Regions from separate parts of the Mus musculus genome. Here all the other regions are linked to region 1. A link is a contact called in public HiChIP or PLAC-seq data. All regions are on one chromosome and are shown on one strand. Each heading gives the region's core, a stretch centred on a gene start, on an enhancer-like site or on the middle of the called end of the contact. The rest is flanking DNA. Distances are from core to core; before and after follow the strand shown. Region 1 holds the start of Ncmap (noncompact myelin associated protein). Region 2 has its middle 15 kb from the start of Syf2. Region 3 has its middle 45 kb from the start of Syf2. Region 4 has its middle 30 kb from the start of Gm42327.

The links. HiChIP or PLAC-seq counts read pairs in DNA pulled down with a chosen protein or histone mark.
Region 2: a FOXA1 HiChIP or PLAC-seq map of pancreatic cancer cells shows a contact between it and region 1. The contact joins the enhancer-like site here to the promoter of Ncmap in region 1. A contact is called at or near these places in 7 of 39 promoter capture datasets (embryonic stem cells, hematopoietic stem and progenitor cells, hippocampal neurons and 4 more), 5 of 484 Hi-C or Micro-C datasets (B cells, the N1E-115 cell line, bone marrow-derived macrophages and 1 more), 11 of 115 datasets of contacts at active chromatin or transcription factors (the 230-238 cell line, astrocytes, bone marrow-derived macrophages and 8 more) and 2 of 9 other capture datasets (embryonic stem cells and macrophages).
Region 3: a contact with region 1 is called in a FOXA1 HiChIP or PLAC-seq map of pancreatic cancer cells. The contact joins the enhancer-like site here to the promoter of Ncmap in region 1. A contact is called at or near these places in 6 of 39 promoter capture datasets (the C10 cell line, embryonic stem cells, liver and 2 more), 1 of 15 datasets of contacts at CTCF or cohesin (large pre-B cells), 1 of 484 Hi-C or Micro-C datasets (bone marrow-derived macrophages), 3 of 115 datasets of contacts at active chromatin or transcription factors (astrocytes, memory CD8 T cells and pancreatic cancer cells) and 4 of 9 other capture datasets (adipose tissue, embryonic stem cells, liver and 1 more).
Region 4: a contact with region 1 is called in an H3K27ac HiChIP or PLAC-seq map of embryonic stem cells, with 7 times the contacts expected there. The contact joins the enhancer-like site here to the promoter of Ncmap in region 1. A contact is called at or near these places in 3 of 39 promoter capture datasets (the C10 cell line, pre-B cells and stem cell-derived epiblast-like cells), 1 of 15 datasets of contacts at CTCF or cohesin (large pre-B cells), 1 of 484 Hi-C or Micro-C datasets (embryonic stem cells), 3 of 115 datasets of contacts at active chromatin or transcription factors (embryonic stem cells and pancreatic cancer cells) and 2 of 9 other capture datasets (embryonic stem cells and macrophages).

What each region holds. Positions count from the first base shown.
Region 1 is chr4:135,392,975-135,400,965 of GRCm38.p6, reverse strand. Ncmap (noncompact myelin associated protein) reads left to right here and starts at 2,739. Exons shown (of 5, transcript NM_145555.2): 1 at 2,739-3,083.
Region 2 is chr4:134,942,220-134,950,210 of GRCm38.p6, reverse strand. No RefSeq gene overlaps it. Among named protein-coding and RNA genes, the nearest start is that of Syf2, 15 kb to the right of the region's middle. Within about 2 kb of position 4,085, at least 35 of the 459 cell types and tissues checked have an H3K27ac peak or open chromatin away from gene starts, as enhancers often do. A contact at or near this core is called in B cells, the N1E-115 cell line, bone marrow-derived macrophages and 2 more, where this site is marked.
Region 3 is chr4:134,971,610-134,979,600 of GRCm38.p6, reverse strand. No RefSeq gene overlaps it. Among named protein-coding and RNA genes, the nearest start is that of Syf2, 45 kb to the right of the region's middle. Within about 2 kb of position 3,805, at least 50 of the 459 cell types and tissues checked have an H3K27ac peak or open chromatin away from gene starts, as enhancers often do. A contact at or near this core is called in pancreatic cancer cells, where this site is marked.
Region 4 is chr4:135,017,284-135,025,274 of GRCm38.p6, reverse strand. No RefSeq gene overlaps it. Among named protein-coding and RNA genes, the nearest start is that of Gm42327, 30 kb to the left of the region's middle. Within about 2 kb of position 4,849, at least 44 of the 459 cell types and tissues checked have an H3K27ac peak or open chromatin away from gene starts, as enhancers often do. A contact at or near this core is called in embryonic stem cells, where this site is marked.

The sequences.
Region 1 (7,991 bases), core at 1,490-3,989:
GCTCTTCCCCCTGTCAGGATAAGGCCTCACCATGACCTCTGACCTCAGCGTTCCCCTCAGGGTCCCCTCTTGGGTGACTTTCTGCTTATAGGCTTTGCCCACACAGGACACAACCAGGTTGTTCCTAAGAGGGTGTTTGCCTGTCCCTGTCTTGTGGAGAGAGGTCACTGCCTTCCCACCTGGAACGTTCTGAGACAGAAGGTATTGTTTCCTCCACAGAACTTCTCCGGTTCTCTCCCTTTTGTAGATGAATCATCTTGTACCCCACCCCAGAACCCCACTTCACTGGAGGTGAGGTCCATTAAGCAGGGCAGGGCTTCTGTGGTGATGCCCGTTGCTCAAAGACGCTAACCCAGAGTGAACATTCCAGGGCTTTAATGCTGGACCAGAGTAGCGGATAAAGAACGCCTTCAGTCTTCTACACTTGGGCTGCCTGGTCTTGGTTATAGTTTTAAAGGGGGGAGGGGCACTAGAGAGATGGTTCAGTGGTTAAAGGCACTAAAGGCACTGACTGCTCTTCCAGAGGACCGGGGTTCAAATCCCAGCACCCACATGGCAGGTTACAACTATCTGTAACTCCAAAATCTTAAACTCTCACAGAGACATACATACACATTCATACAGGCAAAACACCAATGCACATAAGATAAAAGTAAATATTTTAAAAAAGAAAAAACTGGGGGAAAGAAAGGGTCTGTCTCTATGTCCCTTCATTATAGGAGTGTGAGAACTTGTTCTGATGTGGTATGTTAGGGGAGAAAGGAAGAGATGGACAGAGATACAGAAGATAGGAGGACCATAAACAGATCTCTCAGAGGGAACTGTGTGTGTGTGTGTACACTTCTTTTTTTGTTTGTTTGTTTGTTTTGTTTTGTTTTTCGAGACAGGGTTTCTCTGTGTAGCCCTGGCTGTCCTGGAGCTCACTTTGTAGACCAGGCTGGCCTCGAACTCAAAAATCCGCCTGCCTCTGCCTCCCGAGTGCTGGGATTAAAGGCGTGCGTCACCACGCCCGGCGTGTGTACATTTCTCTCTGGCTCTATGAATAAATATAAATGTCCCCAGCCTGCCCATCACCTGAAGCACCTCATTTCTAGTCCTTGCCATAGTAGCACGGAGCTGAAGACACATAGCCATAGCCATAGCCACACCTGTCTTGGAATTAGTAAACAATGGATCAGAATTTGAACCCAAGGCCATCTAACAACTGAGATCTTGTACCCATACCCAGAAGAGGATCTGGAAACATCCCAGAATGTCCCTAAGAGACCCTACTCTAGTTCAGAGCCAGGAGTGCCCCCTACCTTGCCCTCCTCCATCATGTGTGGCCACTCCGTCTTTGGTGAGGCAGTGAATCATGCATGGTATTGTCTAACAGCATGTGTCAACAAACCCACGACGGAGTTTCCTATCAAAGTACAAGTAACTCTTCCATGGCTCTTGCTCCTTCGCCCGCTTGCTGTGTGAGACTGAGTAACTGCTAGATCCTTGGACTTCCATTCACAGCTGCGATTGAACCATTGTTGGGAATTGCGCTGCCAACTGTAAGTCATCAATAAATTCTTTTACTATATAGAGACTATCCGTAAGTTCTGTGACTCTAGAGAACCCTGACTAATACAGAAGTTGCTTCACACTGAGCCATGGAAGCAACTCAGGGGCGCTCGGTCCAGACCCAGTCACTTCCTGGCTCTACTCCCAGTCTGCCACTTTACCTTCTGGGGACCTGAGGCCCACCTTGTCTTCCTGGTACTTCATTTCCCTGTTTATACAAGGATCTCTTAAATCTGGTTGTGAGCCTACCGTGTGCTGGAGAGACCGTGTGGCACCCGGAGACCGTGAAGATGCGCACAGCCTAGTTGAAAGTGGGAGTGCTGTTTTTTATTTTCGTTGGTGAAGCAATAATTCTTTTTTTTAAAAAAAGATTTTATTTATTATAAATAAGTACACTGTTGCTGTCTTCAGACACACCAGAAGAGGGCGTCAGATCTCATTACAGGTGGCTGTGAGCCACCATTTGGTTGCTGGGATTTGAACTTCGGAATAGCAGTCAGTGCTCTTAACCGCTGAACCATCTCACCAGCCCAATAATTCTTTTTTTAAATTTTGTGTGTGCATGTGTTCATGTGGGAGGGGATGGAGTTAGAAGCAATCGTGCCTTTCCTGATGTGGGTGCTGGGAACTGAACTTATGTTAAGCTCATCTTCTAAGCCCACCCCACCCTCCGTGCTAACTTTTAGGCAGGAAACAGGGAATTTTCTCACGCTTGCTAGGCAAGCACTTTACCCACTGACCCATGCTAGCTGAAACGTACTATGTTTTCGGAGCCAGCCTTGAACTTGCAGCAATCCCCTTGCCTCTGCTGCCTGTGTACTACTAGAAAATTAGTTTCTAATCACGCTCAGGAGGAATTTCTGTCACCTGTAAACTGCCAGTCCTCTGGTCCTCGGATCCCACAGCTGGTCCACACTTTCACTCCATCAGCTCGCTTCATCCGATTCAGCTCTCCGTCAACGCGAGGTCCCTTCCTCCTCTTTTGTCTTCTCACAATTCCAACCTGGAAGAAGTGGGTGCGGGGGGGTGCCAGACCTGAAGTCCCCTGAGCGGCAGGAGGAGAGAGCGACGTGGGGACACTGCGGGCGGGGCGGGAGCGCTGGGCAGGTGATGGGGGAGGGTGGTCACTAGTTGGGAGGGATGGGGCGGGACAGGACCCGGAGGCGACAGCGGCGGCTGCAAGAGGCGGGGCTGGGGTGTGGAGCAGGTAGGGCGCAGGGCACGGAACGCGGGGGCTTGGAAGGACAGCGCACAGGGGCTCAGGCCCGCGGAAGATAGCTCTCCGGACCCCCAGGGGTCCCCAGCCTGGCGCGCGCCTTGGCGTGAGCCGGTAGCTGAAAGGTCAGCAACATCTCCCGGTTGTCTGCAGACACCGGTGCACAGAGGTGTTCAGGGTGCAAGCTGAGAAGCACCCCGAAGCTGGGTGCATTCGGGGCTACATCTCTGGCATGCGGAAAGCTGGTGGTTTCCTTGTCCGCTCCTACGAAGTCACAGGGAGCGACCTGGACTCCCGGAAGAAAAGCCTACGAGAGGTAGGAGCCTTGAACTCCCCTCCCCCTCGGGTCCTGAGCTCTCCTGGTTTATAAACTGGGCATCCAGGAGAGCACGCTCCTTCCGAGGCCCCAGGAGCTGTGCAGTCCAATGAGACCAGCACCCGGAAAAGGGGCCCGGGCTCGTACCAGAGTCAATAAGCGAGATGTTGAATCAGCCGCTCCTTGATAGTGGGAGATTCCAGTCCCGGGTACCTTGAGGTGGAAGGAAATGGATTCCTGCCTCCAAAGGGGCTGGGTGGGGAAGCTCTGGGGTGCGGGAGGAAGATTCTTCTTGGAAGAGGGGTTGGGGGATTTGAGAAGCTGCGAAAGGAGCAAAGAAGCCGGAGTGGAGTGGTACCCAATCCGAGTCTCCGCCTCGGCCTGGCTGGCTGTCGCCTTGAGGCAGCCTCTTCTTACCAATTCGGTTTCTTGTACCTAAGTGAAACTTTCTTGTATCTAAACGAACCGGTGATTTGATTTTATGTAAGCTATTCCTTTTTGCCAGACTGGCTCCTTGGGGCCAGGGACTGTGTCTGGTTCACAATTGCCTCACCAGCTCCAGTAAAGCTGGGCTCGTAGTTAAACCAGGGGCTTAAGAGTGGCAGCAGCATTGTGGAGCGTGGTGGCGCACACCTTTAATCCCAGCACTTGGGAGGCAGAGGCAAGCGGATTTCTGAGTTTGAGGCCAGCCTGGTCTACAAAGTGAGTTCCAGGACAGCCAGGGCTACACAGAGAAACCCTGTCTCGAAAAACCAAAACAAAAAACAAAACAAAACAAAAAAGAGTGGCAGCATCGGGTGGAGCTGGGCACCTCCTGGTGTGTGTGGTGAGCAGGCACAGGCGGCTGAGCTGGGCTTGAAGATAGGCTCCCCTGGTCTCTGTGGTTGGGATTGCCCACCTAATTCCTAATTCTCCAACTGGACTCATATCACCACCTGAACTGTAGCTCAGGCTGGACACAGGCTTGTATATAACAGCAGTAAACACTATCCCGAGCCTGTCTGGTTCTGGTGACCTCCAGGTGGCCATGTGATAACATGAGTAGCAAAGATCTGACGAGGATTGAGGCTGGTGGGAGTGCGGGCATCCAGAGGGACAGAGACAGGGACACGGTCCCCCAGAAAGGCAAGGTCAAGGCCTCTTGTAGCACTTACTTGGGTCTTGCTTATGCCTGTAATTTCAGTACTCACGAGGGTGAAGGGTGAGGCTTGTCTCAAGTTCAAGGCCAGCCCAGGCTAGATAGTAATACAATCCTTAAAAATAAGTAAATAGGGCTGGAGAGATGACTCAGAAGTTGAGACCACTGACTGCTCTTCCAGGGGTCCTGAGTTCAAGTCCCACAACCATATGATGGCTGACAACCATCTATGATAAGGTCTGGCGCCCTCTTCTGGCTTGCAGGCATATATGCAGGCAGAACATACATACATACATACATACATACATACATACGTACATACAGCGAACCCACCTGTGTCTCACTGTGAACTCTAAGTGAACAGGGAGGAGCATGGATGCTGAGTGCCCCCCTCACTGTTCCCACCCCCAGCACTGCAGGGGACATGTAGACACTCGGGGAGTTTTCTGTGGACTGTAGACCTGCGCTCTTGGCTTTGAGGCAGTCCTGGCAGAACTGTGATTTTCTTCACCCATGTCCCCCCAGCTTAGGGGTACATCCTCTCATTCATCTGAAACCTCTGCTTCTCCCTATGCCAGTGGCTCTTCTCAAATAACAGCCCTCTGCTGGACATGGGCATATTCAAGAGAGGCCAGGACATGAGGTAGCCATGATGGCTCTGCCTCCCTGCCCTGGGATGTGGGGCAGGGCGGCAGAACCAGGGATGGCAGGAGAATCAGAAGTTTTAAGGTCAGCCAGGGGGTGGTAGCACATGCTTTTACTCCCAGCACTCAGGAGGTAGAGGCAGGCGGATCTCTGAATTCAAGGCCAGTCTGGTTTACAAATTGAGTTCCAGGATTGCTAGGGCTACATAGAGCACATGGGTTCACCTAGCTGGCTTCCATGTCCCTGGTTCCCCACCCCCCACCTCCAGCAGGTTCTCCATCTCCATTCTTCTGCATATGGCCCATCTGGATTCCATCTTTGCTTTAAGATCTGGTGGGATAGGTTCTTTGTGCCCTGTCCTCAGATGAATTCCTGATCCACAGTGAGGCTAGGTAGGCAGGAGGCAGAAAGTCAGGGAGGGAGGGGGCCAGAGCTGAGTCACTTACCTGTAGTGGGGCTCCATGTTCCCCCACTCAGTGCGGCACCGGGGAAGGTGGAGCCAGCTGCAGGGTGGCAGGTCCAGGAGAAGTTCTGTGGTCCAAAGCTCTCCGGCAACTTTACAGCTCGGTCTGAGGGTGGAAAAGAGGGTGTGTCTGTCTCTGAGACAAGGCTTGTTCTATAGCTAGTCTGGAGCCTGTTCTCAGGACCTCCTGTCTGTGCCAGGCATGCCTGAGCTGATGAGACCCCCAAGCCAGGGTCCCAGTGGCAGCAGAGTGGGAGGTGTAAGAACGGGGCACCTTGGGGAATGATGAGGATCTAGAAACCCAGCTGACCTTGTGCCAGAACTGAGGAGGGGACGACCAGCAGGGACTTTACCCTACACTGTGCCCAGTGTCTGCATGTGGTTTAAACCTCGTGTCTCTGATCTACCACTCCCTGATTTATCGATCAGCAGCAATTACTTAATAATGTCAGTGCCCCCTTTTGGAGAAACCTGTGTCTAGGACCTGCTGTGACAATTTTTAGGGCATGCTGCCTTGAAATTTTAAAATTCTTCCTACCACTGGGCATGGTGGACCCTTTCACCCAGAACTTCTCGAGAAGGCCAGCCCCTCTAGTCCTCTCAGTTCTGGGAGCCACACCTTAGCTCTCTTTCCAGCTGCAGACCTGAAGGATGCCCAGAGGACAAAGGCAGATTCCTCTCTGTTCCTCCCTCATCCAGCTGCAGTGTCTGGTCCTAGAGACATTAGCAGTGATCCTGCGAGCAGCCTACGCCTTCAGCTGAATTCCTCCAAAAGCCTCAGGCGCTCAACGGATGGGACATTCATCCCTTCCTAACCCCACCCCCACCCCCGCAGTTGCACAAACAGGCTTTAGAAGTATGAACACCCAGGTGGTGTTCCCAGGGATGGGCCTGAGTCAGTCAGACTATCTATCTCAGGCTGGCCTCGAACTTGCTACATAGCCAAAGATGACCATGGGAGTTCAAGGACCCCTCGGATACTAACACCTCTGACAGTCATATCCTGTATGTAAAATAGCAAAGCATAAACACAATCTCCTCCATTCTTGTTTGTTTGTTGTGTTATTTTAAGACAGGGTTTCTCTGGGTAGCCCTGGCTGTCCTAGAACTTGTTCTGTAGATCCGACTGGCCTCAAACTCACAGTGAACTGCCTGCCTCTGCCTCCTGAGTACTGGGATTAAAGACATGGGCCACCACCATCCAACTTTTTAAACTTTTTTTTTCTTCAAACTTTAACCATCTCTAGATTTCTGCTGATGCCTAAACACCTAAGACAGTATAAGCAATTGTAAAACTGTTATTTGGGGGAATAACAACTAGATATGGGTCTTTTCATTACATTCTTATTATTTGTCCAGGGGAACAGGGAGGGATGCATACCACGGCATTCAGAGGACAACTTTTTTTTTTTTTTTTGGTTTTTGTTTTGTTTTGTTTGTTTGTTTTGTTTTGTTTTGTTTTGTTTTAGACTGGGTTTCTCTGTGTAGCCCTGGCTGTCCTGGAACTCACTTTGTAGACCAGGCTGGCCTTGAACTCAGAAATCCGCCTGCCTCTGCCTCCCAAGTGCTGGGATTAAAGGCGTGCGCCACCACTGCCTAGCCAGAGAACAACTTCTGAAAGAGGGTTCTCTCTTACTATCATGTGGGTCCCCAGGGATCGAACTCAGGTAGTCAGGCTTGGCGGCAGGCCCTTTTACCCCATGAGCCGCCTAGCCAGCCTATTTCTGAATATACTCAGCTGTGACCTGCTGAGCTCATGCCCATGGACCCTGCAGATCCAGAACTGACTGCAGAAGCTCTCAGCAGGTCTTCTTGAAAGTAACCAATTGCTTGGGAAGGAGACAATAGTGTGTAACTTTCCAGGTAGTTATAGAGTGTCATAGCCAGAGGTGGAATTCAGATTCTAATCTTTACTGGGAAGATTTAGCCTCCTCATCCTACCTCCCCCGCCCCCGCCCCCCCCTCCCCGGGCTGGAGAGATGACTCAGCTGTTAAAAGGGCTGACTGCTCTTCCAGAGGTCCTGAGTTCAAATCCCAGCAACCACATGGTGACTCACAACCATCCGTAATGACATCTGATTGATGCCTTCTTCTGGTGTGTCTAAAGACAGCTACAGTATACTTACATATAATAAGTAAATAAATCTTTGGGCCGCCAGAGTGAGTAGGGCTGGAGGGAAAAGAAAGAAAGAAAAAAAAAAGTTAGCTTTTCCCTAATGGGCTTCAATAAAACTGCCCTTCACGTGTGGTACTTAAATCCTAAGGCAGAGGAGTGATGGGAGGTGGAGTCCAACATGGACCTTGAGGGAGGGAATCCATCTTCAGTTGTCTGGGGGGTTGTTAATATTTGTCTAGCTACTTCACCATGGAGAAGGATGGCTGCTCCATCCGTAGTGCTGGAGGCTTGAGGAGTAACTCACTTAGAACCACAGCTGGCTGTAACCTTCGTGGGCCACCCCAGAGACTCACTGCCACCAGCTGGACAGCAGGGATCCACACACACTCAGAGGTTCCACAACCTCCCCAAACAGTGCCTCCAGCTGGAGACTAAGTATTCAAACAGTGAGCTTGCTGGGGGAGTGGTTTGAATGAGAAAGGCTCCTGTAGGCTCTGCTATTTGAATGCTTGGTTTCCAGTCAGTGCAACTGTTTGGGAAGGATTA
Region 2 (7,991 bases), core at 2,836-5,335, 450 kb after region 1:
AATACACTGTGCAAAGCGTGCATCCTCTGAGTACGGGGGCTTCCTCCTCCCTGAAGATCACGTGACCAAGCACTTTCTGCCCCTTGAAGGGGTCTAATTGCCTACACTTTCCACCTGTGAGCAGCGGAGCGAGGGGCTGGGGGGAGTCTGCTTCCTGGTTGCCCACAGGTTCTTTCCTAAGGGGTCTTCTGTGGATTCACCCATCAACACTCCCCAAACACCAGGAATAAGATGTCTGTTGGTGGCACTGAGAGACTTTTCCCAGCCAAAGCCATCCTCAGGGTAGACTCAAGAGCCCAGACCTAAGGCAGCCAAGGCTAAAAACTAAAACCTGAACTTCGTCTCATTTTTTATCTAATTTCCTTCACATAGCCCCATCAGGACAAATTGCAGGTACCCCAATTCTAAAGACAGACCTCTCACCTTTGACCCCTATGCCCCATGTCTCAGAGATGGTTGGTCCATGCCCACAGCCGGCCACTGCCACACCTTATAGAAGCTTCTGGCTCCTCTCATATAACTTAATGGGCTAAATGGGGAACCGATTCTATATGATTAATTAATTAGGGTCCTACTAGGAAGGATAATAATATCAGAACTTAAATAAGACTGCAAAGCCCAGCGGCCAGCCTAGAAAAGAAAAACCAAGCTAGCACAATTAGACCTTCAAGGTGGAAGGAGCCTGCGGGTAGACAGGGCTCTGACTGCCTGGCTTGGCTCAGTCCAAGATCAGCCGGAGACCCACCCTCACAACTCACATGATGGAAGGAAAGTTCCCACAAGTTGTCCTCACACCTCTACAAGTATCCCATGACACACGTGCCTACATATACACGCAAAGTAAAAAAGGACAGATGGATTATTTATCATATTCAAAGCTAGCCTAGGTAACTTTTTTTCTTTTTTTTTTTTTTGAGACAGGGTTTCTCTGAGTAGCCCTGACTGTCCTGGAACTCACTCTGTAGACCAGGCTGGCGGCGAACTCTAAGATCCACCAGCCTCTGCCTCCTAAATGCTGGGAGTAAGGCATGCCACTACTACCCAGCCTAGGTAACTTTTTTAAACAGTGCATGTGTGTAATATGCACGCATGTATGAGTATCTGCATGTGTGTGAGCACACACATGTATGTGCCTGTGGAGCCAAAGTCTGATGTTAGGTGGCTTCTTCCATTGCTCTCCGCTTTATTTACTGAGGCGTGGCATGCTCTCTCAATAAACTCTCTCAGTAAGCTCTGCTCACTAGGCATCTTGTCTCCCCTCCCAGCTGCTGGGATTAAAGCAGATGCCACACCCACCCAACTTTTATGGGGACCTGAACCCCAGTCCTGATGTGTGGGCAGCAAGAGCTTGATCCATGGAGTCATCTCCTTAAGGGGCTGTGGACATAGCTCAATGGTGGAAACCTTGTCTAGTATTTTTGAGGCCTAGGACGCAGTTTAAAGTATCAGATGGGAGAGAGAGAGAGAGAGAGAGAGAGAGAGAGAGAGAGAGAGAGAGAGAGAGAGAGAGAGAGAGAGCGAAGAAAGGGAGGGAGAGAGGAAAGAAGGAAGGAAGGGAGAAAAAAGAAAAACCTAGCCCATGGTTGTACATCCCTAGGGGCTCACCGACCAGCCACTCTCATCTATTGGTCAAGTCCTAGACCAATAAGAAAACAAGTCAGGGCTGGAGAGATGGCTCAGTAGTTAAGAGCACTGACTGCTCTTTCAGAGGTCCTGAGTTCAATTCCCAGCAACCACATGGTGGCTCACAACCATCTGTCATGAGATCTAACACCCTCTTCTAGTGTGTGTGAAGACAGCTACAGTGTACTCACATACATAAAATAGATAATTCTTTTTTTTTTAAGTAAGAAAAAAAAGAAAACAAGTCATAGGACTAGAGAGATGGCTCAGTGGTTCAGGAGCTCTGGCTGCTCTTCCAGGGATCCTGGGTTCAATTCCCAGCACCCACGTGACAGCCCACAACTGTGTGTAACTCCAATTCCAGGGGATCCAACATCCTCACATAGACATACATGTGGGGAACACACAGAAAATAAACAAACAAATAAATCTTTAAGAAAACCAGCAGGGCGGTGGTGGCATGCACCTTTAATCCCAGCACTTGGAAGGCAGAGGCAGGTGGATTTCTGAGTTCAAGTGAGTTCCAGGACAGCCAGGGCTACACAGAGAAACCCTGTCTCGAAAAAGAAAGAAAGAAAGAAAGAAAGAAAGAAAGAAAGAAAGAAAGAAAGAAAGAAAGAAAGAAAGAAAGAAAGAAAACCAGGGGCTGGTAAGATGGCTCAGTGGTTAAGAGCACTGACTGCTCTTCCAAAGGTCCTGAGTTCAAATCCCAGCAACCACATGGTGGCTCACAACCATCTGTAATGAAATCTGACACCCTCTTCTGGAGTGTCTGAAGACAGCTAAAGTGTACTTACATATAAATAAATAAATAAATCTTTTTTTTTAAGAAAGAAAAGGAGAACCAACCACATATAAATATATAAATTAATTAATTAATATCATACTGAGTGGCACATGCATGTAACCACACACACACACATATTATGCACACACTAGAAACAATTGCAAAAAAAACCTTTGCCAAATGTGGCCTATCACATTTTATTGGCAAAATCTTTTTTCTCTGCACTTTGAATCTGTAGCCTTGCCTCAAGTCCTTTCACAGAAAACAGATGATTTTTTTTTTTTTGAGACCTGCTTTTATTGTGTAGCCCAGGCTGGCCTGCCTCAGCCTCTCTCCAAGTGCTAGAATTGTAGGCATGCACCACTATGCTCTCCTTCCGGTCCCCACAGCCCCCATGGACAGACTAGAATCCTCGGGGCTTGCAATTTTGTTTATTTTTTTAATTTGCTTTTTCGAGACAGGGTTTCTCTGTGCAGCCCTGGCTGTCCTGAAACTCACTCTGTAGACCAGGCTGGCCTCAAACTCTGAAATCTGATGCCTCTGCCTCCCAAGTGCTGGGATTAAAGGAGTGTGGTGCCACCACCACCTGGAATTTTTAAATAAATGTGAATTATAATTTTTAAATTTAAATATAATTTTATAATTATATAAAAATATAATTGTATATATAATATATAAAATATAAATATATATAATAAAATATAAATATACTTTATTTAAAATTAAAAATATATAAAATTTAAAATTTAAAATTTAAAAATATATAATTTTAAATATAAATTTAAATATAATTTTAAATAAATGTGAATTATAATTCCAATAAGCATTATCTTAGTTGGTCATGATTAAGAAAGCAGTTATGATGGGCAGGTGTAAACATCTTTTTTTTTCCCGAGACAGTGTTTCTCTGTGTAGCCCTAGCTGTCCTGGAACTCACTTTGTAGACCAGGCTGGCCTCGAACTCAGAAATCTGCCTGCCTCTGCCTCCCGAGTGCTGGGATTAAAGGCGTGCGCCACCACGCCTTTGAGGTGTAAACATCTTAATCTCTGTCTGTAGCTCCATCCCAATGCACCCCACCTCCAGCCAATACTATAGCCGTAGTCCTAAATCTGTACATGTTTGCTTTATAGAGAGCCAAACGTAACGGAACAGCCATTGCAGGCCACCATCCATCAAACCACTCATGAAAAGCAGCTGTAGATAACATGCAAATGAGCCTGATCCTGTCCCAATAAAACTCTATTTATAGAAACAAGCCATGTGCCGGATTTGGCCCAAGACTCTCTGCTTCCATGAATCTACTGGATTAGGAGTCACTTTCTTTAACAACTAGGGCTTTCTCTACATAAACTTCATGTCATGATTCACTGGGGTCATTTTAGACACGAGGAAAGATCTAGAACAGAAATACTTGAGACAGGGACATCTTTCAGTGTCTCCTAGTCACAGCACGTGACCCCTGATCACAGGAAGGCTTCAAACTCTCTCGAAATCTGTGGGAGCAGCAAATTGTCCAGATTTCAGGTCCCCGTGCGCAGAGCATCTGCCCCGCGGGGTCTGGATGGAGCGAGCCAGAGAACTCCTGCTTCTAACAAATCCCGAATGAAGCCTAACAGTCAGAGGTCCACACAGAAAACCGCAGGGATGTGTGCCCGCCGAAAACCTAAATATCTGCTGCCACCTAGTGGACATATGAGGGCAGCACCTCCTCCAACAATCCCTTGCTTTCTGAAGTGTATCCAAAACAACACAACCCACACATCTTTTTGTCCCGGAGAAGAATCCGTTCTTAAGGCCAATCTGTCGTCTGTATACTTGGGATTCCACCACAGAACTCCAAGCTCCTTGAAAGAAACGAGGTGTCACGTTATTTACAATAACATGGCAGTGATTTTAAATCAACTTAAACCAGAAACAGACTATTTTCCACCAGGGAGAAAAACATCTTAAATATCTAAATAGAAGCAAACTGCTGCTGGCATCGCTCTCTGGCCAGTCTCCCATCACCAGATGCTGGTACCTCTTCTAAAAAACAAATGTACACCCTGCCCCTTCAGCTCCTGCCAGCAACCCACCCCTGACCTGGTGTACCCTGCTGGCCCGTGACTGCAAATGTCTGCCTCAGAGGGCAGGAAAGCAAAAGGCTCTTTTTTAAAACCAAGGTCGTAGCCTGGGGATGCAGCTCAATTGGTAAGGTTAGCTTGCTTAGCATGAAGGAAGCCATGAGCAAGATCCACACATTGCCTAAACTGGGTGTGGTAGTGGTGGTGGTGGAATCTCAGCGTTCCAGAGGTGGAGGCAAGGAGACCAGGAATTCAAGGTCATCTTCACCTACAGAGGGAGTTCAAGACCAGCCTAGGGTACCTGAAAACCTATCTATGGATGAATGAAATTATCAGGATATCATTTTCAAGTTACAACCTGCATTGGCCTGAGTCTGTACCTGGTTTCCACTGTGCAACCAAAATTCCCTTCAGAGTACTTTGACGTTTCCCTCTGAACACTGCATTCTGATCTATGAGGCCTCGTGGGGCTTAGACAAGAAGATCACAGGCTACATAACAAGACAGTGCCTCAAAAAGGGCTGGGGAGAGGGCCTGGGGAGATAGCTCCGTCAGGGATGTGTTTGCCATACAAGCATGGGACCTGAGCCCTAGGATCCATATTTGAAAGCTGGGCACGGTGGCATGTGTTTGTGCTTAAACCCCCAGCAGTGCTGTGGAGGCAGAGGCAGGAGCTCCCCGGGGCTCGATGGCAGACCAACCCAGTGTAATTGGTGAGTTCCAGGCCAAATGAGAGACCCTGTCTCAAAAGACAAGATGGAGGGGTTGGGGAAGACACATCAGCAATAAAAGTCATTGTCACGGAAGTGGAGGACAGTAAGTTGGGCACCCCAGCATGAAGATAAAATGCTCAGTAAACCCAGCAGGCTGCCTGTAACTCCAGCCCCTGAAGCCAGGAGGTAGGGCATCTCTGGAGTAAGCTGGTACAGAGACTAGCCCTAACTGTGGGCTCTAGGCTTGACTGACTGAGAGACTCTGCCTCAATGAAAGAGATGGTGGAGGAATGGAGGGAAACACTCAACATCAACTTTGGGCCTCTACACACACACACACACACACACACTTCATGCACATACCAAATTTTTAAAAAAGGAAGGGAAACTATATTCTGCCAAAGTGCGATTACCCACTGCCTGTCTGTTCCCGCCAAGATCCAGGTCCCTAACACCAGCGCTCACCAAATAAAGGAACACACAGCCACCCACAGCAGATAACTTGGACTCCCAGCTTGGCCGCTGCTGGGGTTTTGTCAGGATGGAGACGCATAAGAGCCACGCTACAAAGCATGGCGCGGTACCAGGAAAACAGAGATGACAGGGACCAACCGGAACAGATTTTTGATGCCAGCACTTTATATTTGATCTCCAGATGCGACGCAGCTGACAGCTAATTAGCTCCGCTCAGATCTCCACCGGGCCTCCATCCTGCACACATGCTGTGGGCATGCCAGTGTGAACACGTGTCTGCCTGGGTTGTGCTTTGATGGATAATGCTCTGGAATGAACACACTTGGAAGCCCTGAGATCTGGAGCCCTGGCACGTGGGATCTGAGGCGTGGTGTGGTCTTTCTCCATTAGGCTTGATCCCAGGGCAGGTAATGAGGTGACATTCTGTACCCTCGCTCCCTCCCCCTCTGTCCTAGCGAGGGGAGGGGACGCCGCCCAGCTTTGAGTTTCGGTGGAAGAGAACTTGTTAACCGCCAGCCTCGGTGATCCAGAGCTACTGGGCATAATGCTGTGAAGCCCATGACGAAAACCCAGTTGCACTGTGTTCTCTCGGGAGCTGCGTGGGAGGGGTTGGGAAATTTCTCAGAGCAGGCGCTAGACTGCCCAGCAGATGTGACAGTCCCCACAGGACTGGCCACCACGCCTTCCTTCTGTCTCCCTGACTGCAGGCTCCCAAGTTCCAGTTTGGAGGGACTTCAGGAGCATAGAACCCCCTCCCCAGAGAGGTGACAACGATGCCGCCCTGCCAGCTAGATGGTGTTCACAGCAACCCTGACAGTCGATACTGCGGAGACTAGAATCTTCCAGCTATAGAATCAGAGTGGAATCATAAAATGACTCCCGAAAACTCTCCGCAGAACCCTGGTTCTCAACCCCACTTCATGTAAGTTCCTGGGCCATGCTTGGTCTCCAGCTGAGGCATTTGTGGCCACCCCAAATGTCATGATTGTCTGGAAAAGGTGGCTCATGCAGGGTTCCTTCCCCTGAAGTGGAATTCCACCTGTGAGCTTCAAGATGCTTTAGAAGGTTCAAGAAGAGGGTTTGAGAGCTCCAGAGATGGCTCAGCGGTTAAGAGCACTGACTGCTCTTCCAGAGGTCCTGAGTTCAAATCCCAGCAACCACACAGTGCCTCACAACCATCTGTAATGGGATCCGATGCCCTCTTCTGGTGTGTCTGAAGAGAGTGACATTGTACTCACATCCATAAAATAAGTAAATCTTAAGTCTACCATACCAGGAAGGAGCAGGGCCAGAGGGAGAAGAGAAAAAAGAAGAAGGGGGTTTGAGATGGGCCAGTAAGTTCATACTGTGACCTCAGATTGCAGTACATGGGCCCACTCAGTGGGTTTAGCAAGCCTAAAGCCATGCCCAACTGAGCCCGGCTTCCGTCAGTACACTCCGCCCACCCACAGCTCCCCATATAGTTGTTGCTCCTTGAAAGTCAGATACCAGAAAGCTATCCAGGCACCCCTTGGGGGACACCCCAACCCATCTCCCTCTTCTGCTGACTTTTGAGGATGATGTGCCTCGTCAGCACAAGTTAAAGAAAGAACGGCCAATATGACTCAGCTGGGGGGACGCCCAACCAGAGAGGCAGTGGCCCTAAGTCCTCGGGGACCTTGCCAAACCATTGAGCCAGTCAGTGAACTAGTCAGTAAGTCAGTCACTGACCAGCCTCCATGAACAGACCCTTTGTGGGCTCGGACAGAACCATTCCTAAAAGGTCTCTGCCAGTCACCAGGTAGCTCAGGTTGGCCTGGAACTCATGGCAATCCTCCTGCCTCTCAATTTTAAAATTATGAGAGTATACTCTCACGATTTATTAATTTTCTTTTTACAGTGTGTGTGTGTGTGTGTGTGTGTGTGTGTGTGTGTGTGTGTGTGATGTGCACCCTTGCATCACAACATACATGTGCATAGGTCAGAGGGTGTACTGGCTAGTTTGGTGTCAACTTGACACAGGGCTGGGGTTATCACAGAGAAAGGAGTTTCAGTTTGGGAAATCCCTCCATGAGATCCAACTGCAAGGCATTTTCTCAATTAGTGGTCAAGGGGGTAGGTCCCCTTGTGGGTGGTGCCATCTCTGGGCTGGTAGTCTTGGGTTCTATAAGAGAGCAGGCTGAGCAAGCCAGGGGAAGCAAGCCAGTAAAGAACATCCCTCCATGGCCTCTGCATCAGCTCCTGCTTCCTGACCTGCTTGAGTTCCAGTCCTGACTTCCTTTGGTGATGAACAGCAATGTGGAAATGTAAGCTGAATAAACCCTTTCCTCCCCAACTTGCTTCTTGGTCAT
Region 3 (7,991 bases), core at 2,556-5,055, 420 kb after region 1:
TACACTCTCAGAGACAGAAGGCACATTCAGGACCAAGAGCCAATGGAAGGCTGGGGTTGGAGGAGGCTTCATGTACTCAGAAACCACAGAGGAGAGACCAGACACAAAGCACGGAGCCCACCCAGGGCGAGGGTTTTGGTAGAAACCCTCTCTGCAAAAAGCTAAGTTCCCAGAGTGGCTCACCGGATGCTAGGTGGCAGGGGGTGGGGGGGGGAACAAAGCTCCCTGGTCTGCTCTCTGCTCCCTGGAGAGGGCGACCCAGAAAATTGCACCTATGGAACCTTGGCAAGAACAGAGCGAAACTCCCTCCTTAGAGTTTGTAGGGGAAGCCAACCCTAATAAGAGAGCTTGAAGCCTCAATTCATTCTAGGTGGGTGGTCTCAAAAATACCTAGCCAAGAATTCAGTCTAAAGTGGTCCCAAGTCGGTAATGACCACAGGCTCCTGGCACGAGTCTCTGCTAATCCTTCTGTGGGAATCCACCTTCCACCTAGACTCAGAGATTGCCCCACAGTGAACGTTTAGCTATAGGAGCTCGGCTGGGCACGGCGATCAAGCATCAGCAGGAACAGCAGGCAGTAGAGACAGACGTCAAACTCTGGGCTCACCCAGCACAGGATTTGAAAACACATTCAGGATGGGCCTTCCCACCTTGATCCAATCAAGAAACCTCCTCACAGGCATGGCCAGAGCTTTGCCTCTTAGGCCATTCTAGACCCTGTCAAATTGACAACATCAACATTGTAGCAAGTATCTGCTATCAATACACCCCAGGGTGATACTGTAAATGCATTCGCAGACCAGGAGGATGGCTCAGTGGGCAAAGGCACATGCTGCCAAGCCTGAGGACCTAAGTTCAATCCCAGGACCCACAAGATGGAAGGAGAGAGCCAACTCCTAAACCTGTCCTCTGATCTCCACACACGGGCTGACCTACACACACTAATTATAATGAAAAGTTAAAATGTGTTTGCTCCTTATCATCTAAATTTCACTAGGTTCCTTTATTTTTCTTTTGGCGACGAACGGGAGGGAAACTTACTTTCACCACACAGAACGGTAGAAGTTTCCAGAAGCCCGAGAAAGTTTCCAGAAGCGGCGAAAAGACCAACAGCATCTGAATCAGTTACAACTAACGGGTTTCCTCCTTTTTAAAAAAAATTTGTGTGTGCATTTTTTGCTTGCATGTATGTTTGTGTGAAGGTGTCAGATCCCCTAGAACTGGGATTACCAGACAGTTGTGAGCTGCCACATAGGTGCTGGAAATCAAACCAGGGTCCTCTGGAAGAGCACCCAGGGCTCTTAACTCCAGCCCCACATCTGACTCTTCAAGAGCAGCCAGAGTCAGCAAAGCTCCATGGAATGGTAGCTTTAACCTGTGGGGGAAATGTACCTTTAGAGAAGGTGTGCATGTGTGTGTGTGTGTGTATGTGTGTGTGTGTGTGTGTTTGTGTCTGTGTGTGTGTGCGCGCGCATGCATGAGTGTGTCTCTGTGTGTGAGTATATCTGTATTTCTGTGTGTGTATCTTGTTTGCATATGTGTATGGATAGATGGATGTGTCTGTGCGTGAGTGTATATGTCTATATCTCTGTGTGTGTATGTCTGTCTGTATACATGTAATATGTGTGAATGTGTGAGCATGTTCGTGTGTGTGTGTGTGTGTGTGTGTGTGTGTGTTTTACTGGAATTTGAACCCAGACTCTCACACAAGCTGCATACACCCTCTACCACAGAGTTACACCCCTAGGCTTCTTTTTACTTTCTTTTAAAATTTTATTAATTTTTATTTTATGTGTATGAGTGTTTGTCCAAATGTATGTGCCCTTGGAGACCAGAGGAGGACACTGGATGCCCTGGAACTGCAGCTATAGGAGGTTGTAAGCAGCCATGTGTGTGCTAGGAACTGAACCTTGAGTCAATGCTCTTAACCACTGAGCCGTCTCTCCAGCCCTCTGTTTTTACTAGTTCATTTTGAGACTGGGTCTCACTGAGTTGCGTAGGCTGATCTGAACTCACTCTGTAGTCCAGTCTGGCTTTGAACTTGTGATCTTCCTGCCTCAGTCTCCCAAGTAGCTGGGCTTATGAGCCTGAGCTATGAGGTCAACAGAATTTTAGAAGATTTTTTTTTTTAATTTGGGAGAAAAGGACAATGACTACCTTTGTAATTTGAGTCCGTGGATACATTCCCATTTTTAGAATTAAATTTAAATTTGAGATAATAAAGAAAAAATACATTTTTAGAATTGTTATGTTCCAAAATATCACATGGGGATTATTTATACTAAAAACAATAAGGCACTAGGAACTCCCCCTTGAGATCTGGCGTAGGGCAGCCATGACACCCCCGTTCAGAGTCATACTAGAAACTCTAGCTAATGCAATAAGGCAGGAAAAGAAAAAGAATCGCAGTTCAAGGGGAAAAAAGAGAGAAGCGTTTCTTCTCAGATTAGTTTAGGTTTTTTATGTAGAAAATTCAAAACAATCAATCACCAAATAGGAGGCCAGGCGTCACCCTCCATTGCCTTCCTGCCTCCCTCTCCTGACGCTGGCATTCTGAATGTGCCACGTTTGCTCAGAGCATCTGCTCCTTAAAAAAATAAACAAATCGTGTGTGTGTGTGATTTTTTTTTTTTTTTGTTTTACAAGACCAGCACACAGAGTCCCTGCCACTGCCCTCACCCAGAGTTCCCAACCCTTGGCCTCTCAACATTAGTTCGTTACTACCCAGCTGGACCCGCGCTTCCACTTCCACCAGTCTGCTCCTCCTCATGTACACTCTCTGCTCCTAGATGCCATCCAGGTCGTCCCCCCATGCTCAACGGTCCATCCCCTCTCCTCTGCTCTGACAGTTCACCAGTGGTGAAGGACAGAATAGGAAGGATGTGGGGACAGGACATGAAGGATGCAGACACGGGAAAACCTCTCCTGCCCTGAGAACTTGAAGCCAGGGAGATGGCTCAGCAGATAAAGGTGACTCCTGCTGAGCCTGAATCCCAGGCATCCACATAAAAGCCAAGCATGGCTACATGTGCCTGTGACTCCAGAGTTGGAGAGATAGAGACAGATAGATCCTGGGGGCTCGATGGCCAGACGACCTGGCCAAAATGGTGAGTCTCAGCTTCAGAGAGAGACCTGATACAAGAATAAGGCAGAGGGTAACAGAACAGGATGCCTGATGTCTTCCTCTGGCCTCCGAAGGAAAAAGCACATTCAAGAAAGCAAGCATGCACACTCACACACACACACACACACACACACACACACACACACACACACACACATATTACACACACACATATTACACACCACACACATACACACACACCACACACACACACGTATACACACACACAAACACACACTCACACACACACCACACATAAACACACACACACTCACACACACACATACCACACCACATACATACATATACTACACACACCATACACATCATACATATATTACACACACACATATTACACACCACACACACACATACACACGCATACACACACACACCACACACACAAACACACTCGCACACACACGCACACACACACACATACACAAAAATAATGTTCTGCAGGAAGTAAAGACAAAATGTCATCTGTCCAGACATGGGAATCTAAGGGGCTAAAATAATTGTTCTTTGGCATTTTCTGCATAATCAAAAATTAAAATCTCAGGCAAAGGGTTCTGCGTATCCAAAGGCCCCGAGACAGGGTGAAACACAGCCTCTGTACTCTAAGAACAGTGAGCAATAAGCAAGGTGGTTTGGCAGAATTAAGTGAGACTTGCTCCCATAACCACAGCAGGCAACACCCTTAGCACACATTCTAGAGGCCCCGGCCCCTGCCTGCCCATGGCTTTCCCAGGAGCTCCCGGTCTGCCTTGTAATCACCCGGTGCCCACCCCAGTTCAGACCCTGCTCTCTCCTGGACATGACAAGCTCATTGTCCCTTTTTCCTGAAGGCTACTTTTTCACAAGAGGTGTTCGGAGCCACCAGGTTTCTGTGGGCAGATGCCCCAGGGCACACGCACAAAGGCTCAATTGTCTGGTACCCGGCGCTGGACTAGCCGAGCAGGATTCTGCCCGATTCAACAACCCCACATCAAAGAGATGACGTCAAAGCTCCAGCAACCACTGAGACACAGCCCAGCCCTGGTGCCAAGGGCTCCCAGGAGGCTAATCCCACCCTGGAAGGTAAGAAGAGGGTAGAAGCAGCAAATTAGCAGGAGCTAGGGGGCGCTACTGTGCTGGGAGCCTCGACAGCATAATTGCATTCACTGAGCTGCAATTGGGAATAATAGTTAGAGAAGCAATAATCACAGGTCACACAGCCATACAAGCAGCCAGCACATTGGTTTCCCAGGCCTGCATCCTATCTGCATAGGACCCAGCCACCCAACCGCCACAGAGTGGCCAATAGAAACACCTCAAAAAGCCCCCCCACACACACACACACATAAGCCCCACCACTTAGTAGCTAGAGTCTGAGCTGACAATGGCTTTCTTGACCTTGAACTTGTGGACTGCCAAGAGACATGTCTGACTTGTGTTACATAGTCAGTCAACAACCCCTTACTGTGTCACAGACTCCAGAGAGCAGCTTACCTGTCCCACCTGATGGGGAAAGAAACACAAGGGGACCCAGGGCTGTGGGGAACAGAGCATCTCTGGTCAGCTCTAGGTAAGAGAGGAGTCCCTCCAAAGGCCCAGTGACTCTGAAGAGCTTGCTATCTCAGTCTACTTTCTGTGACTGTAACAGCATGCTCAAGACTGAGCCCGTCACAGAAAACAGAGAATTCGGTTCAAGGTTCTGCAGGGCCCGCTTCCTGGAAGGGCCTTTTCCATATGACAGTGTGGCAGAAACACAGAGGCAGCAACCCAGGACCTGATTACAGTGTAATTCTGGAACCCAGTGGAACTTTGATTTTTTTTTTCTAAGTTTACTTTTGTGTGTGTGTGTGGTTTTTCGAGACAGGGTCTCTCTGTGTAGCCCTGGCTGTCCTGGAGCTCACTTTGTAGACCAGGCAGGCCTCGAACTCAGAAATCTGCCTGTCTCTGCCTCCTGCGTGCTGGGATTAAAGGCATGCGCCACCACGCCCACCCTGTTTACTTTTAATGATGGTTCTTAAACACTTTAACCTTCCTTGTAGCCCACCACCCACCAGGAGCAGAAAAGAAAGGATACAGGGGAAGTGGACCTGTTTAGAAAGGTTCTTTGGAGCAACTCCCATCTGTGTTGTCTGGAAATTGGCAGTTCAGTTCACAGGTCAACAGTGGCAGCTCGATCCACTCACCAACACCTCATGGATACACCAGCAGTCCAGCTCGGTAGAGTCAGGATAGCAACAGCGGTGGCACGACCTAGCAGAGACAGCCAGGACTCAGTCTCAGCTCAAGTCAACAGGAGGGACCTAGAGGGACAGCAGGAGAAGTTCTCGGCTGTGCCTCTCTCAGGGAGGCGAAGATCAGCAAAGACATGAGACCCACAAGTGTTACACAACTAGTTCTATAAACAAGCCTAGCTCTCTCTCTCTCTCTCTCTCTCTCTCTCTCTCTCTCTCTCTCTCTCTCTCTCTCTCTCTCTCTCTCTCCCCCTCACTCTATGGAGTCCTATTTCTACCCTCCAAACATCACTTGTCCTCCACGTGTCTTGCCTCAGCACATGCATCTAATCAGCCTGAGTCTAAGGAAGCAGCAAGAAACTGCAGCACAGCACCAGAAGTTTTTTGGTTTGTTTCCCTCTGTGGAGTCCTGACAAATGCAGCTCAACTATGAAAAGTAAGGTGGATCAATACATGCGTGTTGTTAGCAAAGAATCCTTCATCTCATGTCCTTTCACGTGCTTGCTTTAGCAGAACATCCTCTCTCCTGTGTCTGCTTCAGTGAAATGTTCCTTCTCGAGTCTGCCTTTGCCTTTCACACCCATGTTCTCTTTAATAAAACTTCTTTCATGTGTTTGCCCCAGGAAAACACCATCCAACATAACTGACTTTCCAAAGAATTCTTAAGTTTCCACTTCACCCAGGCTAAGTTCATCCTTTCCCTCCCCCCACAAAATCCTCTCCAAGAATAACAATTTGGGTCCATTAAGGGGGGCCTCAGCCCCTGGGCCCTAACCATCTCTTAAAGGCCCCAACCTGTTCTCTCTCCACCTGTTCTCTTCCCACCTGTTCTCTTCCCACCTGTTCTCTTCCCAGCTGTTCTCTTCTCACCTGTTCTCTCTCCACCTGTTCTCTTCCCAGATGTTCTCTTCCCACCTGTTCTCTCCCCACCTGTTCTCTTTCCACCTGTTCTCTTCCCAGCTGTTCTCTTTCCACCTGTTCTCTCCCCACCTGTTCTCTTCCCAGCTGTTCTCTTCCCACTTGTTCTCTTCCCACTTGTTCTCTCCCCAGCTGCTCTCCTTCCACCTGTTCTCTTCCCAGCTGTTTTCTTCCCACCTGTTCTTTTCCCAGCTGTTCTTTTTCCAGCTGTTCTCTTCCCAGCTGTTCTCTTTTCACCTGTTCTCTCTCCACCTGTTATCTTCCCAGATGTTCTCTTCCCACCTGTTCTCTCCCCACCTGTTCTCTTCCCAGCTGTTTTCTTCCCACTTGTTCTCTTCCCACTTGTTCTCTCCCCAGCTGCTCTCCTTCCACCTGTTCTCTTCCCAGCTGTTTTCTTCCCACCTGTTCTTTTCCCAGCTGTTCTCTTCCCACCTGTTCTCTTCCCACCTATTCTGCTTCTCTTCTATTTTATTTTTATTCTTTGAGAGTCTTGCTACACAGCCCAAGTTGGCCTTGAACTAACATCTTCCCGGCTTTTCCTCCTGGATGATGAGATTATAAAAGCACATACCCCTGATTGATGTTTCTGTCACTTGACACTATAACAATGATATTTAAATTTCAACATGAGCCAGGCACAGATGCACACACCTAAACTCCTAGCACTTGGGAAGTAGAGACAGGAGGATCAGACATTCAGGGTCATCACTGGCTATACAGCCAGTCTGGTGTCAACCTGGGCTACATGAGACCCTGTCTCAAAGAAAAAAATCAAAAATCCTAAGTTTTAGGGGGAAACACTTGACTCTAAACACTTTTAAACAATAAGTGGTTTAGAAAAGGAAGACCGAGGACTGTCCCCAGGTCTTGGTTCTCATGTCTGGAAGAACAAAGTAGCCACTTAATGAAGGAAAAGGTTGAGAGAGGGCACTGGGAAAATTAGAGATGTCCTAGTTACTGAAGAGAAAGGGGGCATGTCAGGAGGACAGACCTACAGCCTAGTGGGTCACCAAGGGAGACACTTGGTTATCATGGAGACATGACTTGGCTTCTTTGAGTGTGAAGACCCCAGGCCACTAGGGCTGTGTTTGATGTCACCAACCTGTAAGTGAGTGTCTCCAGCCAGCAAGAGAACATTACTCTCCCTCCATCTTACTGCTTCCTTCAGAAGGGCTCAGTCTTCCAGCAGGTTCCACCTAGGCCTGGCACCAGACTGCAGGGCCCAGGAATGCTGCACTGTGTGGGATCCCGCAAACAAACAAACAAAACCTGCTCCCTTCAGAGAGAGACTGAGAGGGTAAGGCCTTGGGAGAGGGAATGAGGCAGCCCTTCCTGCTGATATCACCTCTTTCTGGCCTGAATCTCTGAGCTCCAGTTCCCCTCCCACAGCCTCAGCCCCGGGGAAGCTGAGATGACCTTCCCAGCAGAGTTCTGGGTGCCCAGAGCGGGCATCAGCCTTTACAAGCCTCATTCCTTCTATCTTGTTTTTCCACCTGCCTGCCTGCCAGAGAGATGGTTCAGTTGGTCAGCAGTGTGTGGTGCAAGAATGAGGACCTGAGTCCAATCCTCAAAACTCATGTTTCTGGGGGCGGGGGAGGGAAGTGCCATGCATGGGAGCAGGGCCCAGGTCGGTTCTGCTCACTGTCATGTCTCCTGGGCTTCTGACAGTCCCTTGGGGACAAGAGCTCAAGGAAAGTGTGTTGAAGAGTCGAAGAAGCAGA
Region 4 (7,991 bases), core at 3,600-6,099, 380 kb after region 1:
GACAGTTGGAGCCTGTGAAAATCTAACAGCTGGGGCAGAGCCTGTGGCTATCAAAACACAGAGAGGTTTTGTCACCTAAAGTCCTACCCTTCTGTAGAGCCGATGTAGGATGAAGCCAGAGGGAAAGAATGACAGTTCCAGGTGCCACCTGCTCCCGGGAGTAGAACTTATTCTTCTAGCCCGGAAATCCAGATTCTTTAAAACCAGAATCCACACATCCTAAGAACAGGACTAAAGGGGGTCCCTTCACAGGTCCCTGTCCCAGTGCCACCCACACCATCCCAAAAAGCCACGATGGAAAGGACCTGTTCTCATCTCCTGCCAGACTTCGTCCCTGAGCCAATACAGATACCTACTACTCGGGGCAATTCTGGCTCTCCCCAGACCTCCAACTACAGTGTGGCCCTCCAGAGGCCAAATAGGCTCCTAGAACGAGCGCATGCCTGAGCCCCTAGTAGACTTCCTCTGCTCCACAGTTTTTTGGGGTTTTTGTTTTTTGTTTGTTTGGGGTTTTTTTGTTTTTGTTTTTTTGGTTTTTTCGAAACTGTCCTGGAACTCACTTTGTAAACCAGGCTGGCCTCAAACTCAGAAATCCACCTGCCTCTGCCTCCCAAGTGCTGGGATTAAAGGCGTGCGCCACCACACCCGGCTTCCATAGTTTTATAAAGGAGACAGACCCAGATTTTGTCCAAAGTTGTACAAACAGAAACAGAACCACAGCACCCAGGGATTAGCCCGAGCCTTCCAGCTGTGGCCACGAGGCCACCGTGTTTGTTTCTCAGGCTCTTCCTTTATCTGTGCCTCTGTGTTGGCGCACAGCTGGACACGCAGGACCCACACCCAAATCCAACAGGCAAAACCCCGGACCCTCATCTCATCCCAACCTCAGCTCTGGGTACCCGGTAGTGTCAGCCTCTAGTGCTAGAGGGGCTTCCCAGAGCTCCAGCACACTGGAGAGACCTGATTGGCCCACCAGCCCCAAAAGCTAAAGGGTGGCTCGCGGTGCAGCTGGAAATGGCTGCCCAGCCTCAGAAGGTCGCACCACAAGCACTCTCGTGGGCCCTAGGATGGCTTTCTTTCTCCCCTTGACCCTAAAACCACATGTAATTTGTTATTAGTCACACAGAAGCCTCCGAGCATAAAAAGCAGAAACTGGGTCAGAGATGGGACTCAGTCTGCGCTTGCTGCAAGAACGTGAGGACAGTTTGACCCTTCTCGGCCCCCATAGAAAGCTGGGTATAATAGTGAACCCTGTGAACCCAGCACTCTAAGCCAGGAAGGGGGAGACAACAAGGTCTCCAGGACTCAGGGGCCAGCCTGCCAATGCTTCCCAGGCCTGGGAGATACCTTGACATTGACCTCTGCCCTCCTCTTATGCATGTGCCCACACACATCCAAGCTCACACATGCACACGTGAACACGTGCGTTCACAAAGATGCACACTCAGACAGAGGGAAAGCAGAGAATTCGGTAACTCCACTGACGGATAAAAGTCCTCCCAGGGTGGAGATGGCCATGTTCCCTTCGCCTAAGTAACTGTCCCATGGGTTGACTTTGTTTCCTTTTTTAAAAAAAATTATTTTGTTTTTTAATATTTGTTTAGGTTTATTTGTGTTATGTGCACATGTGTTTTGCCTGCATGTATGTATATGCACCTCCTGTGTTCCTGGAACCTATGGAGGTCAGAAGAGGACTTCCCTGGAGCTGGAGTGGCAGATGGCTGCAAGCCAGGCGGGCACAGGGAACCTTTTCAAGAGCAACAAGTGCTCTTAACCATGGCACCAGCTCTCCAGCCTGAATATTTTATTTTTAATTAAATGTATGTGTGTTTGGGTGAGTGCACCGTGTGTGCGCAGTACCTGTGTTGGCCAGAAGAGGGCATCAGATTTCCCTGGAGCTAAAGTTACAGGCAGTTGTGAGCCTCCCAGCATGGGTAACTGGGAACTGAATTCGGGTCCTCTGGAAGACAGCAAGCACTCTTAGCTGCTGGGCTGTGTCCCTGTCACTCCCTGTGGGTTGGTTTTAATGGTGTGAACCGAAAACCAACAACAGAATGTACCCTCCCTCTGTGAGCTTGCTGGATCCTTGGCACTGACATACAAAATGAAATATAACTCCTCCTCTCTCCAAACCTCAGTTTCCCCTCTGACCTCTGCCTCCCTTCCCCCACTCCCCAACTCCTGTCCCCCCACCAGATTCCAGCAGTGACTGGAGGGGCCTCTGCATTTTTGTTTGAACACCATGGCCTCCAATTCAAAGGGATAGGTGCCCAGCAGGCCTAGACTTTGCAGACACAGCAGAGGGGCCCAAAGTCTGGGTGCTGGGCAGTCCTGCTGGGGCTTTGGGGGAGGACCTGGAGTCCAGACTACAGCTCAGAGTAGTTTCAGGGTCCTTGAAGAGGTAAGAATAGGCCTGAGGACTGAGACCTGTGACAAGACCTGCTGTTATGCCACTGTGTAACCCTGTGCTAGATACCTCTCATCTCTGGGCCCCTCTTAGAAGATTCTGACTGTAGGTCTGAAAAAGAAACAGTTTTTACAACCTGCTAGGTCTGGGATTTGCTTTGATCAAGACACATCTTAAAAAAAAAAAAGATATATTTTTATGTGAAGTATTCAGCAGGAGCCTCATATAGACCAGGAGCAAGTGGCTGGGTGTGGCAGATACCCAGATGCTCTGCTGGGAAGGGACCTGGGGTTTCAAGGTGATTTGGCTAATGTCTGGAGATGCAAAGAAGACAGGAGAGATATAGTCGCTCTGAGAGTCAGAGTGGGAACAGGGACAACGAAAGTCCCTGCTTATGGGCACGGATGAAACGTTTCGCATGGCATCTGGCATTGACTCTGAAAGTGAGCTCTACTCTGAGCTGCGAGCAGCCCTCAGCCCTCAAGAAGTGACTGCTGTATGCAAGGTGGGTAGAGGGATCTGGGAGAGTGAGCGCAATGGGGGGCCTGCAAAGGAAAGCAGGGATGGGTTGGGGCAAGTGACACGCCTAAGGCTGCAGGACAGATGCTGTAGAGTGAGAGGCAGCAAGTGACCTCCCCAGAGCACGGGTCCCCTGCGGGTCCAGAAGGGGAGGAGCAAAACTGAGTCAGTGCATCAGACTGGGTTTGACTGCTCCTGCAAACCTCAGAGACCGTGGGCCGAACAAGAGGAAGGTGTGCTGAGTAGCTTTATGTCAACTTGACACGAGCTGTAGACATCTGAGAGGAGGGAGTCTAAGTTGGGAAAATGCCTTCGTAAGATCAGGCTGTGGGCTAACCTGTAGCACATTTTCTTAATTAGTCATTGATGTGGGCGGGTCCAGTCCGTTGTGGGCGGATCCATCCCTGGGATGCTGGTCCTTGGTTCTATAACAAGCAGGCTGAGCAAACCAGTGAGCAGCAACCTTCCATGGCTCCTGCCTTCAGGTCCTTGCCATGTCTAAGTTCCTGTCCTGACTTCCTCTGATGATGAACAGCAATGTGGAAGTGTGAAACAAATAAACCCATTCCTCCCTAAGTTTGGTCATGGTTTTTCTTTACAGCAACGGTAACCCTGACTACAACAGAAGGTTTGTGTCCCATTGGTCAGGAAGCAAGGGCTCAAGTGTAGAAGCTGATGGTGCCGCATCTCTGTTTCTTATTTCTTTCTCCTTTGCCAGCCTCAGTACATGGCTTCATCTTTGCTATAGGTAACTTCGTGTTCCAAAATGGCGGCTGATGCTTCAGTTATCAGGTCTGAATTCCAGATGTGAAGACAGGGCCACGGATATACTCAACTAGCCAACACTGAGCTGACAGACAGATGGACTTGGAAATGTGACTTTTAGGGCTGAAGATGTTGGTAGAGTGTGCTTAGCATGTGTGGGGCCCTGGTGGCTCCCAAGTGCTGCATACACACATACATATAGGGGGTGAGGGAAATGCATACATGCATATGGGATGAGGGGCATGCCTATAATGTCAGCACTGGGGAGATGGATGCAGGGGGATCAGAAGTTAGGGTCATCTTGAGCTACAAAGCGACCCAATGAGGCCACCATGAACTACACAAAACCCTGCCGCAAAAATACACCAAACAAACAAAAAGCCAGAAAAGCAAAGAAGCTAGAGTAAGCAGAAAAATGGGCATGCTAGCTTCTGCTGGGGGTCCTGTGTCTGCCCTTCAGAACAAAACCTGCCCAGTGTCATGCCTTCCATATGACCACCCTTCTCCTCCAGGTCAGCTGTCCCGAGTCCTCACCCACCCCTTAGAGCACAGGCCGATAGGACATGGGCTGACAGAATCACTCACAGTGTGCCTGCTCCCTGGGGTCTCAGCTGGGGCTGGAGGAGTGAGGACCCCCAGCTCAGCCACCAGCAAGAGAACAACTCCAGGAAGGAGCAGGAGCCATGGGGCCCAGAGAGGAGAGGAAGGAGAGGTAGCTGGAGGGACTGGAACAAACGAGCTCACTAAGGCTTTCTGGTTTGGGAAGGAGGGAGAGGCGCTGGGCAGAAGGCTGGGGAGGTTTAGCTAATTTGACCCACCTGTTCTGGCTACACAGCCTGCTGACCTATCCAAAGGGAAACTGTTGCCTTTCCAGTTGCTTTGGTCTGATCTGGAATGCTCTAAGACTCCTCATAGCTAGTCAGTGGTTTCCCAGAATTCCACTGTTCCTCTTTCTAAACAATTTTTTAAATTCTGTGTGTGGGCACGTAGAGTCCAGAGGATGGCATAAGATCCTGGAGTTAGCGTTGTGAGCCACCGGGCATGGGTGCTGGGAATCAGACTTGTCCTCTGGGACGGCAGCAAGCATCCCTAGTTGCTGAGTCACTTAAGCAGCTCCTACTCCTCTTTTTGAAATGCTATAGAGCCCCACCCCACCCTACCCCATTTCACCAGCTGTGACTATGGCTGCTGTGAGCACTGCCCTGCCCCACCCCACACCCCGCCCCACCCACCCCACCAGCTCTCTACTACAATGGCTGCTGTAAGGCCTCTTTGGAAGTTCATAAAGCATGAAGATGGGGGTCCAGCGGGGAGTCCTGATTCTCTCCAACCCAACTCTTCACCTTCTTGGACCTGCCATTTCTTCTAAACCATATTTGGTCTCTGTGTTGCCAAGAAAGGTTTGTAGAGAAAACCAGTGTGGGCTGAGTGAATGCCCAACATGGTGTGGACAGCAGCTCAGGGGCCTCCATCCTCTCAGGTCCCCAAGAGGCCTGAGGACAGCTGTCATGCAGCCTGAGTGTGCCCTTTCCAGGAACTCACCAGAGACGCCTCACCAGGAAGGAAGGAAGAAGAGGAGGAGGAGGAATAGAAGGAGGGGGAGGACAAAGAGGAAGAGGCAGAGGAAGAGGAGAAGGAAGAGGGAAGGAAGAGAGGGAGGAGGAGGAGAGGGAGGAAGAGGCGCTACTCGTTGCCTACTGGTCCAGAGCTCCTCTACCAAGTGGGAGACAAAGAGAACTGTGGCCCCTTTTGTCAGCAACCCCAAGTTGGTGACAAACTCAGAGAGCATTCTTTTGTCTCCTCCCTGTCCAAACCCCTCTGATCTCTGGCCCAGCTCAGGTGGGGGCGGGGGGGGGGGGTGGTCCTGAGGCTCAGTCAGTGGAGGTAGAGGCAAGATCTGCATTTTAACAAATGCTAGCAAGCACCTGTCATGAAGCGGTCACCTGCCATTTCTTGAACGCCACTGGAGGAAGGAAAATTCAAAACTATAAGGCTAACCAGGGATTCAGGACTGTTGTTCCAGCTACTTAGGAAGCTGAGGCAGGGGGATTGGAAAGTCAAGGGCTGCAGAGCAAATCCAAGGCCAGTCTGGGCAAATCAATGAGACCGTGTGTGGAAATAGGGGCCTGCCTAGCATGGGTAAAGCCCCGAGTTTCATGGCCAACACTGTAGCACAATGTCACTTTGTGTCTGACTTGAGATGTGACTCATGCTGAGAGACACTGTCTGTATAATGAGGTGTCTGTGGGCTGTTTGCAGCTTTAGCTTTTATCTTTCATTGCATCTCCTAGATCATCTGCAATAAGCACCAGTTATTTTTAGTCAGAGCAGAACATGTGAGCCCTTTGTTGGGGACTCTGCCCACAAGAGCTAGCTGACCCTGCTCCCTAACTCTGGCCTCATGGAGGCTTGGCTCTTTGCTGTTGCCACACTTGTCCCCCAGCTCCCCACAAAAAGGCCTGACCTGGGACTTCTGGTTCAGATCCTTCCAGGTGCCCTCACAGGTAGCGTACTCTCTTCCACGAGCAGACCTGCAGCCAACAGGACCTTGTCAAGTGTGCAACACCATGGACGCCACCAGTGTTCTTCAGCTCAGAAGCCTTGGTCACGCCTGAGCTCTGCCCAAGCCTGCTGCTCTGCCCCTATGCCAGGTTCTGGGGTGATCCAGCCTGCCCTCAATACCCACCAGCCTGTCCAGTATCACAGAACAACCCTGGGTGGTTCTATACTGAATGTCCTTCTTTCATTGTGAGCTATGCTGGCTGTAAATGTGAACACAGGTTTGCAGGGTCTAGAGAGGCAACTTCTTCATGCTCACAGCCATGACGAATCAACAAGTAGGCTCCTTGTTCTGACATGGTCTTGCAGGGAGACCGTACCCAAATCAACCCAGCATCTCTGCATCGATAGACAATTCTGTCCAGTAATGAAACTGCTTTAAAGAGAGGTGGCAGATACCGGACACGCCTGCTGTGCCCTCCATGGCTTCACCCTGACAGACATTACTAATGAATCTTAGGATCCTTTGCTGTGGAGTCAAATCCATACCTCAGAATTTGTCTTAACACTGTGTACCAAGCAAAACAAACATTCAAGGCAAAAGCAGTTTACTTTTGTAACAAACTAGCTGATTAAAATGTAAAAAACCGTCAATCCTCAGTTCTCCAAGCTGAAGAACAGTGGTCAACACAGTGAACTGAGATGAGTTTTGGGTAAGAGTCCGCATTAAAGCCTGTTCGGAAGTCAGACTTCCTGCAGCCACCAACCATCATAAGCCAACTCCAGACCAACTACTTCCACCTTCCTGGAACCGACCGCTGGTCATTCGGCTGGCGCCCCCTACTGTCCAACAGTCTTTACTGCAAGTTTTCCATTTCCCCTCCTAGAGGAAGCACACACTGGCATGATCCCCGCACTGGGCCACACTGTCTCCTACTAACTGGGGAGGGCGGGGAGGAGGGGGTGGTTCTGTGTGACCCTGCTCTGTGTCTTCCCTTCCTCACCACATGTCATTCACACAGAGTTCTGTGGTCCATCCTCAGTTGGTAAACTCAGACCACCTGAGGAGAGGAGCCTGGTTCTTGGTCACACAAGTCCAGGACAAAACCAGGACTCGGAACTCTATAGTCCCAAATTTATGCTTTCTTTAGCGCCTTACCCTGTTCCTCCTCTCAAAAAAAGGCAGAAAAGCAGCCACCTTGGGCTCTGGAGCCCCTGGGATCCCCCAGGGCCTTCATCTATTTCCAGGTTGGCCTGGAACTGTGGAGAGATCTCTCTGGGGCAGTCCTCAGTCCCATGCCAGGGGCATCCCTTCCCCCACTTCTCTGAGCTCATCTCTTCACATGCTGGTGTGGGGGTGGGGAAAGGTGTGGTGGGGTCCCTCAAATGTCACTTCTGCTAGGAGCCCATCTTCCACCACCTGCAGGTCACACCACACTCCTCACTCTCTGTCTGTGTGGCCCTGAACATAGGGCAGGCACCCGATAATTACTTGTTGACTGGATAAATTAAGACCTCAAAACGGGAATAACAAAGGAGTCATGGACTGGGAACCAATGGGTTCGGGAATCGAGACTTGAGCTGGGTGTGGAGGCAAACACCTTTAATCCCAGCACTTGAGCAGGAGAGGAAGGCAGATTTCTGAGTTCGAGACCAGCCTGGTCTACATAGCCAGTTGCAGGACAGTCAGGACTACACAGAGAAACACCTCCTCTCCCTCTAGAAATAAATCTAGGTTTGGGGATACCCCCACTGTTGGGTAACCTTGGCAAATGTGTTAGTTACTCTACTCAGGGCTTAG